Linked DNA regions of Zea mays: region 1 is linked to region 2. Evidence: chromatin contacts called from public Hi-C data. All regions are on one chromosome and are shown on one strand. The core of a region is the stretch at or near the end of the contact, and the rest is flanking DNA. Distances in the headings are between cores, read along the strand shown.

Region 1 (3,455 bases), core at 315-2,814, 340 kb after region 2:
CACTGCCGGCAATACAGCTGCATTCAAGATACTGTTCTGATGGCAAACAGCATTTAATACGCTTCACGAGGAAAACGAAAAAATAAGAAAGAAAGAAAGGCAACTCTTATATTTGTGTACTACCAAAATAATTGATGCCAAGTGCCAACAGTCAATTTACTGCATAACAGGTCGATCTACAGTTCCCAGGGAAATAAAAAATAAACAATTTTTAAAGGGGAAAAAAGGGGCAAATTTAAGGGAACACAAACTACCCCCCATAAAAATAGGTGCCCTATGTAGAGCAACTTGCAGCCACTAGCAATCCTGAAATTGGGGGAGAAAGGGCCCCAATAGGACCCAAGACAACGCAGAACAAGATAGCCTTAGAGAAAATATATTCATAGGTCATATTTTGAGGTTGAAATCTGAGTATATACAATATATTCGAAATGTAACATGCGCAGAGTTTTCAACCATGTATAGATGCCCGGATCAAAAGTCATATTTTGAGGGAAAATAAATGACCGTAAACATGGTACATCGAAATTTGAAAATTATGCTCAAGAAGGTAGTACCCAGTACCAGGGGAGAATTATCAGCACCAAATCATTGCACTGACGCCCCTCATTCATGGATGAAGAGTACGAAGAAATACAGACCGAAATCAGGTAGGTCGACGAACTGCTACCAATATTTTTAGCAAGGAACACCTACGGGAGAATAAAGGCAAAAGGATTGTCCAAGCCAAAAAAAAACCAAAATGCGCATAGGGGGGTGGTTCTTGTTAAAATCCGAATCTAATCACTAGTAGTTAGCATTTATAGTTTGTTTGCAGTAAAACACACGCACACACCAAAACTAACCAGGAAGTAGGGCATTTGGATGAGATGAAATGTAAAAGAAGCAAGGAGGCGAAGGAACTTGTGCTTTCGATGTAAGCGGTTAAGAAAGGGACGAAAGGAAAAACAAAATGCAGTTGAGAAAAGGGGTGAAAGGGACAGAGGGAAACGAGCGAGCCAGAACAGGACATGGACAGATGCATTGATTTTGCGGGTGGGAAATTAAAATTAACTCAATCCAATAGAATGGTGCCTTTTTTATAATGCCACTGCAATCAACCAGGAACTTGCACATAATCTTGTTTTCGTGAGGATAAAACAGAGGGAACCCGAGAAAGAAAGACAGCAGGTCTGATAAGACCGAACAATGCAGTAAAAACGAGCTGCTTCTTGGAACTTTTTTCGCCACGAACAGCTGCCCCCAAAGCACATAAATCCTCGGAAGCAAGAGGGGAGACTGGAGAGAGTGAGAGAGGCACGTACGATCTTGGAAGGAGGCGGGGAGGGAGAGGCGGCGTAGGAGAAGAAGGAGGCGCATGAGAGGCCGATCCGCTTGGCCGCCGCCCTCCGCCACCTCGCGAGCGTCCCTTCGGCGGCGCCGTCGCCGCTGGCACAGCCCCCCACCATTGCTCCACTCTTTCCCACTCAGCTGATAGACTACACCGCCATGACCTCTTCTTTCTTGCTCCACTCAGCTGCTTCTTTCTCTCTCCAATCTCTGGCCTTAGGTGTCAAGGTGTAATCGCTACCCCGCGCTCTGGCTGCCTTGTGGGCTTGGCTTTGTACAAGGAGCTAGCTGGGCAAGCCGCACGCGAAGCGACGACGCATTTCTCTCTCTCTCTTTGCTATGTAGTGGGGTGAGGTGAGCAGTGCAATGTAGCCCTTGTCATTTTGTCATTTGGATTTCGGACCCACTCTCTCATGAAAACAAATGGACAAATGGTGATTTATCACTGGACTGGATTGGAGTAGTGTAAGGGCCTGTTCGTTTCTGCAGGATTACACCAAGAATTATTCCCGTTGATCAAAACTTATACAAATTAGAGAAGCAATCCAGGCCGGAACAGTTCCGGTCTTCTATTCCCTATCAACCGAACGGAGTCTAATGGGGTAGGCCATGTATTTTAAAATATAGGATTAATCCTAACCCAGGATTAACTCACAAACGTTGGTATGGATCAAGCATCTCTAAAAGTCTCGATCTCTAAAACTTATCTTTTAAATAGTTATTTAGATAATTAATTGTATAAAAAAGTTTCTACACTTTTGGTTTCCAATGATTTTTCTACCACTTATAGGTACTCTAAAGAACTATTGTCGTTATCTATCTTTGGTTAACGAAAATCAGGAACAGATATTTATTGTATTTGAACAACCAATAGAAAAGGATATTAATGGGTGTGTTTTTCTTTTACAAAGTCTCCATTTCTAATAATTAAAAAGAATATAGATAATCTCTTAAAACACATGTTAGCTATGCCTTCCGTCCTAAAATAATTCTAGCACGAAAGCAAGTTTTGAGGTTGACTAAGTTTGTATATAAAAATATTAATATTTATTTGATCGGTGTCCAAACTATGATTACTATTATAATGATTTTCAATTGCAATGGTCCAAACTTACCAGAATATAATTTTATCTTTCAAAATCAGCCCTCCATTAATTTTGAGCATTCCAAGGGTCCGCATGGAAATAGAGACCTTTGCTTGCAGAATGCTACCGGCAAGCAAGAAGCAAGTGAGCTGCTATTTCACCGTGGTCCCACCCTTGTGCTGTGGCCTTTTCCCCTATTTGGGCACGGGAACAGCAATTTTAAAACCTGCTCATACTACCGTACGGACACGGAGCGTCACATCTGATCTGAGCCATTGGTTGGCCGACATGCTTGCCGATCGCAGCCGCTCATCATACCGCAACGGCCAGTGAGAGACTGACTGGCCAGCGGTCGGTCAGTCAGTCAGTCAGTCAGCAGCGGCACAACGCCCAAAATGTTCAGTTGAGGGCTTTTGTTTTCCTTCATCTTTTGTTCCTCTCTTTATTTATTACTAGGAGTATTTTATGCCAAGAGCTAGAAGGAAGGTTGTGTCCAACTCTAATATAATCTATCTCCTCCTTCCTATCTATTTTTACACTTTAAACAACAGATTAAAAAAATATAAGATATTTAAGGGTACAATAAATACATAAGCACAAAAATCTAGAGTAAAATATGTTCTTAATACAAGTCTTTGATACCTAGATATAGAGGACACTATTAGAGAGAATAAGATATAGATGAGCAAATTTTAAAGAAGTCTATAACCAATAAACATAGAGAAGATATATAGACAAAACCGTGAGAAAGACTAAGGACGTGTTTGGTTTCAACGTATACTCATAATATTTTATACAATATTTACTGAAGGAGCCAAACGGTACTCATTTTTAGTACAATTCTTTCATAGAATCTAAGTATCTAGTTGAACTTAGATAACGTGGGATATGGACATGTTACCCAATGCTAAAATCTAAGGCTTCCCGAACGATTCTTAAACTTTAGTCCTGTCATATCGTACGGTTGAATACTAGTTAGAAGTATTAAATATAGTCTAATTACAAAATTAATTATATAGATAAGATTACAAGTCTATTAAA
Region 2 (3,342 bases), core at 441-2,940:
GTTTGGAGCAATTTGGGATGGGTGACCGACTCGGAAGTTTTCTCGGGTGCGCATGAGTGAGGACAAAGTGTGCACAAAAGACCTGTGTTGGTCTGTGGGGACAATATATAATTCTAGAGAGCTGCGAGGAGTAAGTACTGCGGTTCAGGGATTGAACGAGGTGTTACAAGTGGTATCAGAGCCGACCCTCTCGGTTTCACGAGCGTGTGTGGGTTAGGGTTCGGGTATATGACGCATGGCTCATGTGGGCCCAGAGTGGTCACATGACATGACATATGACGACACTAGACACACATACATGGCTAAGAGGGGAGGTTACTGAATTGATGTTGACCGACGAGGACGTCGGTCTTCTAAGGGGGTGGATGAGATCATCGCTCGATCTGTATACCATTGTTTGGGATGGTCATAAGAATGATACTTTTCTGCCCAATCTGTATACCATTGTTTGATGAATAAACCCAACAACGGTCGGAATAAGAACCTCTGGAAAGTTAAGCCTCCCTTGAAAATAAAGGTTTTTTTGTGGAATTTATGTCGGGGAGCGATCCTCTAAAGATAATTTAGTCAAAAGGTGTTGGAAAGGTTGCTTGACTTGTAGCTTTTGCAACCGTAATGAGAGTATTAAACATCTCTTTTTTACTGCTATATGGCCAAAAGCATATGGAGAATTATTTATTTTGCCTTAAAAATAGACATGCCAGTTAGCATTAATCATAGTATCAGGTCTTGGGGAAGCAATAGGGGTCCAGGACACAAAAAAATATTACTTTATGGAGTATCAGCTTTATTTTGGTCTATTTGGCTCAGCCAAAATAAGGTGGCTTTTAATCATAAACCAATATCATTAATTGTGCAGGTCATTTTCAGAGGTACTCACTGGTTCAGATTCTAGAGACTTCTACAGAGGAGGAATCACAACAACAAATCCTCGACGTTTGTCAAACTTTGGAAGTGGTGGCGATGAAAATCTTTGTAAATCATGAATAGCGCTCAAATGCTAGAATTGTGGATGACTAGTGTTATACACAGTCTTGTCGTTTTGCTTCTTTGAGTTAGTTTCTTTATTAAGCAACCTCATATGTAATAATTGACTTGTATTGACTGTACGCATTTCAATGCTAAAGCCGGAATTTATGTTTCCGTTCTAAAAAAATCTATGTTTTTCACGGTCATTTTGACTAAAGTTACATGAGAAGGTGAGTACAAAATCAAGCGTGATGCTAACTTTCTACGAAGACCTAGAAAATTTTGAAAGAACGTCCAAATCCATGGGAAACTACAGGTGTCTAGCAAACTGGCTAGTAAATCCATGGGAGCAGAAACCTAGTGCCGGTAAACAAAGATTCTGAAATGTTGGCTCTTGCCAAACTGCATGCATCTCTATCTCTCTTCCTGTACCGGCCGGCAAATCGAATGAAACATTATTCCACCACAACAGAAGATAAATAAACAAAAGCAAATTACGGTTGCTTTCGTCGTCCGGGTGACAACTGACAACGACGTCAAGTATAAATTCATCACTGGACGCTGACAGACACACCAACGAACGGATGATAGCTCAGGAGCATTTCAATTAGTTATTTTGGATGGGAGGACAACACTTTTGCTTGGTTCCATCTATCACCTATAGCATGTGTTGTAGTTGAATTTTACTTGCTGCTCTATATATGCAAAAGGAGGCTGCAGGTTGTGACCTTGAAGGTCACTACGGCTGACCTATGAGAAAATAATCACAATCACAACTTTGAATTCCAGCACATAGAAAAGAGGTTAACAAGGGAAATGGGGTCAAATCGCTGTTGGTAGCATCAGGGGCCAACAACAACAACAATAAACAGCCACTTCTTTCCTCCCTTACAAAAAGGGAGCGAGGTAGCTAGGAAGAGCACAACGTACAGCTGCCCTGCAAAAACCCAGGAACTGAACTGTGCTGAGGGAAAGGAAAGGAAAGGCAAGGCAAGAGGATGAACACCGACGACCTGGGCTCGCCGAGGGAACTCACCGGCCTGCAGCGGAGGAGGGCGCTGTACCAACCGGAGCTGCCTCCATGTCTTCTTCAGGTTTATTTGCGTTTTTTGCCTGCCAGCATCTTCTTAGTTTCTCCTTCACCTGCTGCATCTGCCGTCCAAGCATGCATGCATGCATCCTGCACCTTTGGTTTCTCGATTTGTGTCGTGTCGTGGATGTTTCCAAGAGTTGTTCCATTCTTATGATGTTGTCGATGTAACAAAAACACATGCTCCTTTTTCACCGCCATATATATGAAAAGCGAAAAAAGAGAGAAAGAAACCGCTCGATTTTGGACGCACGAGACCTGGAAATTTCGTCAGCTCGCTGAACAGGAAATGAAGACAACGGGTGTATTGCAAAAACAAGAAGCTCACCAAAAGATTCTTGTGGTATATCAATCCTTAGAGATGGTGGTAATGGAGATCCTTGCAAAACATGGTTGGAGTTCTAATGCCAGATTAAAGGACGCTTGATTCGAGAACAAGTTCTTTTTAAGAATGTTACTTTTTTTTAATAATGGATGTTTTATTAATTTTTTAACTGTAATGTCAAACTATAAAAGGCTGGAACATTTTTTGTTTCCATTATAAAAAAATGTAGGCTCCACTCCTATACTCGTCTTCCTTCTCTAGTAATAGCTTGCACAGGGGTGGCGGACCCAGTGCTTCTAGAGTTCTAGAGGAAGCAGAGACTTGTTGATTCATAATATAGACAGAAGCTTCTTCCTCTCACAAGTCACAAACCCTTCTTTTTTTTCCATTCAACAGGATTCAAAGTTTTGAAAAATGTGTTCCAACCACATGGCGTCACAACAGGATATTTGACGCTGATGGTTTTAGCATCGTCTAACGTTTCCGAAACTTGTGATGGGATATGACCAGGGAACGAGGGTGGAGTTTGGGGACCCAACGACAACCATTGATTCGAAATGCGCAGACATCGTCGCACAGGCATTCCCGCACACCTTCGGTCAGAGGCTGGTGCGCTTTCTGGAGCCTCACCCGGACACGGTGGTCTCTGGTTCTTCTGACGCACAAGAACGCCCACCAGTTAGGTTGGGCGTGGTGTTCTCTGGAAGACAGTCACCTGGCGTGGCGGGCATAATGTCATATGGGGTACTTTCGACGCTATGAAAGCTCGGAATCCGCACAGCGTTCTGCTTGGGTTTCTAGGTGAGCGTATCTCCATGGAGCAACTTCCAGGGTTCAAGCATTTGCATCAGCCAATATACAACATGTTAGTAGAATTTTAAACTACTCTTGGTTCTTGTCTATGGCACATTCTGTTCTTGTCTATGGCACAGTTACAGTTACAGGGTACATACTTCCT

What was found. Hi-C and Micro-C count contacts between places; a contact is called where the count stands out from the background.
Region 1: a contact with region 2 is called in a Hi-C map of ear, with 2.2 times the contacts expected there. The contact joins the promoter of LOC100191467 here to the promoter of LOC103632535 in region 2. A contact is called at or near these places in 5 of 25 Hi-C or Micro-C datasets (bundle sheath, ear, endosperm and 2 more).

The regions. Positions count from the first base shown.
Region 1 is chr7:86,981,388-86,984,842 of Zm-B73-REFERENCE-NAM-5.0, forward strand. It overlaps LOC100191467, which reads right to left and starts at 1,565. Exons shown (of 3, transcript NM_001136900.1): 1 at 1,305-1,565. The coding sequence starts at 1,448.
Region 2 is chr7:86,641,229-86,644,570 of Zm-B73-REFERENCE-NAM-5.0, forward strand. LOC103632535 (pyrophosphate--fructose 6-phosphate 1-phosphotransferase subunit alpha) reads left to right here and starts at 1,691. Exons shown (of 19, transcript XM_008654305.3): 1 at 1,691-2,063; 2 at 2,895-3,101; 3 at 3,104-3,185. The coding sequence starts at 1,968.